Regions from separate parts of the Rattus norvegicus genome. Here region 1 is linked to region 2. Evidence: chromatin contacts called from public Hi-C data. All regions are on one chromosome and are shown on one strand. The core of a region is the stretch at or near the end of the contact, and the rest is flanking DNA. Distances in the headings are between cores, read along the strand shown. Region 1 overlaps Abtb2 (ankyrin repeat and BTB domain containing 2). Region 2 holds the start of Abtb2 (ankyrin repeat and BTB domain containing 2).

The links. Hi-C and Micro-C count contacts between places; a contact is called where the count stands out from the background.
Region 1: a contact with region 2 is called in a Hi-C map of liver, with 4 times the contacts expected there. The contact joins the enhancer-like site here to the promoter of Abtb2 in region 2. A contact is called at or near these places in 5 of 12 Hi-C or Micro-C datasets (hepatocytes, kidney, liver and 1 more) and 1 of 1 datasets of contacts at active chromatin or transcription factors (oligodendrocytes).

What each region holds. Positions count from the first base shown.
Region 1 is chr3:110,441,578-110,445,183 of GRCr8, reverse strand. The region is part of intron 1 of Abtb2 (ankyrin repeat and BTB domain containing 2); the gene reads right to left. It overlaps LOC120101612 (a long non-coding RNA gene), which reads right to left. Exons shown (of 2, transcript XR_005502310.2): 1 at 1-3,606. Among named protein-coding and RNA genes, the nearest start is that of Abtb2, 34 kb to the right of the region's middle. Within about 2 kb of position 2,108, at least 7 of the 93 cell types and tissues checked have an H3K27ac peak or open chromatin away from gene starts, as enhancers often do. A contact at or near this core is called in hepatocytes and liver, where this site is marked.
Region 2 is chr3:110,407,413-110,411,036 of GRCr8, reverse strand. Abtb2 (ankyrin repeat and BTB domain containing 2) reads right to left here and starts at 1,365. Exons shown (of 17, transcript NM_134403.2): 1 at 83-1,365. The coding sequence starts at 965. LOC120101613 (a long non-coding RNA gene) reads left to right here and starts at 1,215. Exons shown (of 2, transcript XR_005502311.2): 1 at 1,215-1,354; 2 at 1,954-2,983. It overlaps LOC120101612 (a long non-coding RNA gene), which reads right to left and starts at 76. Exons shown (of 2, transcript XR_005502310.2): 1 at 1-76.

The DNA of each region.
Region 1 (3,606 bases), core at 859-3,358, 33 kb before region 2:
TCTGGCAACAATGTGTCTAAAATAATCAAATAGTCTAGCATGGGATGAGTTTGCTGTCCTCACAATTCCCATTTGAAAACAATCCCCTTCCCAAAGGCTACCCTGGTATCTGAGGATGTCTAGCAGCAAAAAGAACCTATTGAGCACTTACAACACACCATGAACTATTTTCATGCAACCTAATACTTAGTCTTCCCATGAACTAGGGATAATAGGTTCTACCATTCTTACTTAACAGGGAAACCGCCTCAGAGAAATATATGGAAGTTTCTAAAGCTAACAGAGCTAACACAGATGTAAGCATTGCCAAACCCACACTTCTTAAGGTCATTTCTCGATGAGTAAAACTATGTACACTAAAATGGGGACATGATTCTTGATTTGGGAATGACGTAGAGGCTGAAAGGATCAATGATAACTTATTGTTGGTGGAACAATTAATACAGGAGCTTGTGTACACTTTCTTGCTTAAGGGCTTCTGGAACCTTCTCTAGATTGAGGCCAGCAGCTGGCAGTGGGAAGACAGTAATAGGATGACCAGCGACCCTCAAACTGGAGGTGCTGGCTCCAGGGCTGACTTGCAGATGGGCCCTTTGGCCAGCTCCTGTGCACCTCAGTACTTTCCTGGGTAAGCTGTGGTCTGACCACATTTTTTAGTGTCTGGTAGCTTCTTACAGGCCACCTGGCTCAGAAGGGAAGCTAATCTCAAAGGAACAGCAGTTTATAGCACGAACTGTGTCTGCCTCCTGGTCATTTGGGAACGCCAACTCAAAACATCCCAGGAGATGTGATGACTTGTTACCATATACACACTTTACAAAGATGATATCAGTCAAGTCATATGAGCAAGAGAGATGCCATTGGAAGGGTTCATCTACCTCAGTTTCCTCATCTGCTAAACAGAGCAACAACTGGCCTTGGAATCTTTATGGAGGAATGAGTCAGCACATGATAATACTCAAAACAGTACCCAGATCTTAGGGACAGGTCACCAGGGCATGACCTGGTTAGTGCCTGGCACTAGGGTGGGGGTACTGCCTGAGGTAGAGTGAACAAGTAAACATGCTCTGGAGGCTGAGAGTTCAAGGTCCAATTTACAGAAGCAAAGGGGAAGGTCTTATGCAAGATAGCAAAGAGAAATACTACCTGGCACATTCTTTAATATCCAGTGCCCCTAAACCCTCAGGGAAATGTAGAAGGCTGCTGGTAGTGGTGGGCATTCAGTAGTATTTGTTGCATGAAAGAGAAGTGACGACAAGGCCACTCGGAGGTGTGGTTTAAGGGCCTGCTGTCTGGCATACATTGCAGTCAGTACTTCAGAGGGGCCTGATCTTTTCCCCACACCACTGCTTTGGGTTTGATAGGTCTCCTTTGAGTCCCCCTTTCAACTCTAGAGTATATATGGCTGATAAGTTGTGGAGTCTAATTGCTACCCCTGATATCCACCATTAGTGTCATTTATTTATTAGTAGAACTGGCAACACCTGTGCAAAACGAACATGGGATTAATGGGGATCAGAAACTAGAGAATATCAAGGCTGTGACTGCAGCTCATTTATTCTGAGGCTGTAGGAGACTGCACAGGTTGCCTGACCACAAAGCCTAGCCTGCTCTGAGAAGCCAAGGGAGACACCCAGCTTATAGGGTGTGGAATCAGCCACATGATGGTCCCGACAGTTTCATTTTGCAAGTTCAGTCCATCTCTAAACGACTTCTCCAGAAAGACTGCCACGTATTATCTTACGCTCCTTGCAAAATACAAAGACTGGAAAAATCCCTTCCAGAAGAGCTCAAAATTCCACATTAAAGAGAAGCCTGCACACGAGGGAGTGAGTGGGGCTGCCTTCTGGATAGTCTGCATTTGCATGCAGCCACGTGAACTACAGACACTCTATCTGTGGAAACAAGCACGCCTGGCATTTGGAAACCTAAGTGAGACCAGATCTGTGCTCGAGGAGCCCCAATTACCACAGAGCAAGCCTCCTGATTAAAACCAGCATGTTGAGCTTCCTGGGTTTCACTGGCTACGTGCCCAGTTCAGGCTGACTAGTTGCTGCCAATGAGGAGAGATGAGTCTCTGAAATCACCTGTGTCCAGGGGCCTCCTGGCCTGAGCTCTGAGAGGCTGGGCACTAGTGTCTGGCTCTCTGTGGGTTTAGAAGTCATCTTTGGGAGCTCCCTGAGACAATACAAAGCCATGATTGGGAGTCCAGGAAACTTTGGGGAATACAGGCCTTTGGAGGAGGAATGGAAACAATTAGAAGGGCTCTGGAGAAGTTCTGGGTTCCCACTTTTCACTCCTCCTCTCTTGCACTCACAACTTTCCCTCAACACCAGGAGGGAGAAAAGGATACAGTCTGGCTGGCACGGCCCTAAGGGTTTTTTTCTGCAATGCCTCTTATATGTATGTGCATAGGTCCCCTCCAACCTGACTTCCTTTTCCCTACCAGGAACGACCGAAGCTGCCATCCTCTGTGCTTTCCGGGGTCTTTCCTAGCACTTCCTAGTGGTTCTGACAAACTGACAAAACTGTATAGCCTCTAGGGCCATCAAGCTAGCAAGAGCCTTCCCTCTGTGGAGAAATACCACAGTGTTAGAATAAGTTATCTCAGCAAACTTACACAGCAATTTCAAATGACCAGCATCAAGCTGCTTATTACATGTCTGTAATTAAAATTTAGACGTAAGAAAAAAGGTTACCCTTTGACCTGACACCTGACATGACAAGAATCAACTCTGGAACCAAGTGATCAGACTAGTCAGACCAGGGCAAAAGACTCAAGCCCTGCTTCAACCAGGTGGCACTGTGGGACCTGACCTCCAGCTTCCAGTTGCTCCTTGGATAAGGGGGACGGTAGGGGAGAGGCCACAGGTCAGGCAGCAGGAAGACAGCTCTCAGCTGAGGGCACCCAACCCTGGGCAGCATGGGCCACTACACCACACTCTGGGCCACTATATTAGCATGTATGGCATAGGTATTTGAAAAGTTACAAACTGTTCCCTTTTTAACCTTTTGTCTCAAATCATCAGCAAACTGTGGCCTTTTGGTATAAGCAAGAACTCCTCACAGAAAGAGGCTCTCACTTTCTATCAATAGTTTCATTTTAGAATCCACTTTGAGTCTTCTGATCTACGTGGGAGCAGAAAATAGTGTTGTGATGGTGCTTCTCTCTCTGTTCTCCCGCCCCCACACCCCAACCCACCCCTAAGTGTAGTACAAACATGTTTGCCTCAAATATTTCATCACTAAGTCTCAGGCTGAGCTGTGAAAATAGCAATGCCAAGATACTGTTTCCGTTGGTCTTACTGGAGCCCAAATTTTACAGATAATCTGTGAGTGCAAAAAATATATATTTTTAAAATCTTCATTCAACCCAAATATGATAAAGCTGTAGATAAAATACCTCCTAAGAATAAGCAGAGATCACCTGGTCTGCACACCAGTTAACTATCTAGGGACTACAAAGGACCTGTGTACACAAGGCATTAGCGCACTGAGGATGCATTTGGGGTACAGTTCTTGGGGAAACCTAGACCATACACAGGAAAGAATGAAAAGGTTGGCAAACGCTTGGGCCCCTCTGGTCCCAAATTCCAAGCTCCTATG
Region 2 (3,624 bases), core at 116-2,615:
TTCACAGCTTGCGCCTAAGAAATCCCATTCCTGGGGTGGCCCACCCAGCCTGTTTTCCTCACCCACACCCCCTCGTGCTTACCATTGGCGTTCTTGCCGCAGATGAGATGCTCATAGGGTTGCAGGACTCCCCAGAGCTCGGCATCGTTGTTGATGACCATCTCCAAGGCCTCAGCGGATACCTCTCCGCCTCCTGCCCCTCCGCCATCAGGGCTCTGACTCGCCAGGACCCTAGCCCGGATCTCCTCCACCAAGTTCTCCATGCAAGCCGTAAGCGAGATGGCCGCATACTCATGGATGCGCACGGAGATGCGAGTGTCCACCATCCAACGGAAGAAACGGCCCACGGAGAAAGTGAGGCCGCAGCGTGCCGACTTGCCGCGGCGCAGCCCATCGCCAGCGCTCATGCTATAGAGGGACAACGCCTTGACCGCTGCCAGCGCGCAGCTCTCGGCCAGCGCCCAGCTGTGCACCAGGCGCACCGCACTCTGCACCTCGAAGCGGGTACACTTGGCGTGCAGCACGCTTAGGCGCTGCGCCTCCCGGGCCACGCGGATGAGCGCCCGGCGGAGGAGTCCGGCCAAGCGCCTCACAGCCTCGGCGGAGAATGAGGGCAGCCTCCGGCCGCCGACGCTTTTGCGGAGCACCCGAGCCACGTCTCCCTCGGTCCAAGGGAACTCCTCTAGCTCCGGGAGCCGCGGGCAGCGCGAGAAGAGGTCGGCCACTTCGGGATCCTCGGGCAGCACTGTGTTCACCGTGTCCCAGCTGTTGTGGCGGCTGTTCATGGAGCCGGAGTAGCACCACCAGGCCGCCCCGCGGTGCTGCGGCGCCGAAGAGTTGAGCGCCTGCGAGTTGGACTTGGAAGACGAAAGGCTGAGCGAGCGGCAGGAGTCGCCGGCCCCATACCCGGAGTCCAAGGTCAAGTCCTCCAGAGTCTTCAATGTGGAGCTGTACGTCCCGGCCATGGGGAGCCTCCGCGCGCGGCCTCGCCGAGCGAGGGGCTCTCACTGTTCCATGCCCACTTGCCCCGGGGAAGAGGACGGAAACCAGCTCTAGGCTCTCGGAGGCGCCCTCCCTGCTCGCCGCGCCGCGCCTCGGGGCCGCAGCATCGCCTGCGCACAGGCCGCGGGGAAGGTGGGCGAAGCTCTCAGCCGGCCAGAGCCCGACGCCGTCCGCGTCCAGCCGCGCCGCTGTCAGCGAGCAACCTCTCCGCGCTCCTCCTCTGAACTCCCGCCGCCAGCCTCAGCTTCCCTTACCGAGCGTCTAGAGCGTCCGTCACCACAGAGAAGGAATCCCGAGAGAATGGGGCGGTCACCGAAGAGCGAGGCGCCGGCTATCCGTCCCGGACCAGCCGGTGAGAAAGCGCTCCACAAACTTCTACTGGGCGCGGGTTACCGACACAGATAGGTCCACCCGAGCAGCCCGCATGCAAATACACCCGGGACCGTTCACCAATCATCAGCCACGCCGGGCAAAGGCTGTGCCAATGGTTTCCGAGAGGGGCGGGAAATATGCAAATCTTACTCGTCTTGGAGTTGGAGGTTGGGCGAAACCTCTTGGCTAGGAGGCTGAGGATGGGTTGTAGTGGGTGGGTTGGAGCTGAGGAGGGGAAAGAACAAGCGAGCGAGCTAGCAAGGAGGTGGGGCACAGAGACCCAGAAAGCAGGGGGAACCCAGAAAGCAGGCCCCAGCGCTGAGGACTATGTGCTGTCCCTTTCTCACCTTCTAAGCTTTAGACTTAGGCAGACAGCTCCTTGTGAAGCTGTGAGCAGCCAGCCCAGGAAAGTGGGAAGAGAAAACCGGGAGGAGACCCTACCCACCTTTCTAGTCGACTTTCTACCAAGCCCCTCCTCCTTCTCTTTTGAGAAACGGAAAGCTATTTATGCTTGGAGGGAGGGGAAGCACCTCTGCTTCTCTTCTCAAATCTGTCTGCTTTTGTTTATATTGCCTTTAGGCTCGGATCGGAACAGAATGTTTTAAACTGGGACCTGAAAATGGCCCGGCATCCAAAGGCCTGTGATCACACCCCTGTGTAGGTTCATACCTGTTTTCCAAGGATTACCTCGGAGGTGGGAGTTCTAATCTAAAGAATGCACGACTTCCCTATTACTGGTGTCCTGTCAGAAGGACCCTTTTTGTCCGAGGTGGAAAAGGAGTGCCTGAAGAGGAACCAGATGAAAAACGAGGACCTGCACTGAACGCCTCCTGCATGCAGGTGTTCCCTTTTAAGGACTTGCTGGAGTGACCTGCGGGTCGGCAGGTCTTCTGTCCCCTCGGGACTCGGTGCCCCCTGGGTACAGTGAATTGCTGCCTTTCAGCAGCGCCCAGGTGCACCCCAAGCGGCTCGCAAGAGAGCTACTGATTGCACAGATCCACGCCCAGCTCTCGCAGGACCAGCTGCTCCCCCATAACTATTCACACGCACGTGCACAAGCGTGCACCAGCCCCCTCCAGCAGAACTGCAAAATCAAAGCGCGGATTGTGCACAACGTTCGTCCCAAGTCCTCTTCGCCAGCTCCTGAATGGCTCCTTTGTGCTGTATTTTACAGTTCTGACCTTGGGCCGTGAGTTGGATACGAACTAAAAAAGTCTGGTTTGTCTCTTTCCTTAAATTAATGATCCCTTTCCCCGTAAAACGACTTTTTATTTGGCAGTTTTACTTAATTTTTCCTTTCCTGGAGTACATGAGACGTTGCCTCCTGATGGTTAGAATTGGAAACAGAGTCAAGGACGGAAGCACTGTGCATGGCATAAGCCATCAAATTAACAGAGTCACATTTTATAGAGGCGAAATTAGAAGTCAAATTAGAGGTTCAACTTCTCAGAAAACACGAAAAACCGTTTGATGGATTTAATACCCATTATGAGAAATATAATAAAGGAAATATCGTCCTCTAGTGGATATCTACAGGAAATAAAGTTTTTTTTCTTTGTTCATTTTCTTCAAAAATAAAGGCTTGACTGGAAAGGTACATTAACTAAAAGGGTGATTTAGAGTGCTTCTTACACAAAATATGGGATATTTGTATTGATGTATTTAAGTCACACGATGACTTAAAATGCAAACATAAATGTGCCCAGTTTGGACTGGGTGTGGTTATTCATGTCTACAACCTCAGGACTGAGGAGATGAAGGAAGCAGGAGGACTTCCAAAAGTTTGAAGCCAGCCTGGGTTTTGACAAACCAAAAAGAGGAAAAAGAGAAACGCACTGAGAGAAAAATCCTGGAGTTTCATGGATGTTAAACTGCCCCACAAGGGTTCTAGACAAATAAATGGATTTCTCTAATCTATAGCAAAACAAATCAAGAGAAGAAAAAGCAGCTCTACAAATTAAAAGATATTTAGAAGATACATCAACCAATCACAAGCTATAGAAGTTATTTATGTTTTTATTTAAAACTTAATAAGCATTGGGTCAGAGAAGTAGGTCAGTGAGTAAGAATCCACAGTGCCTTTGAAGAAGACCCAAGTTCAATTCCCACTACCCACATTGGATAGCCTGTAACTCCAGCACCTCTGGCCTTCATAAGCACCTTCACTCACACACACACACACACACACACACACACACACACACACACACACACACACCACCTAGATCTAGGATTGCTCATGCCAATAGT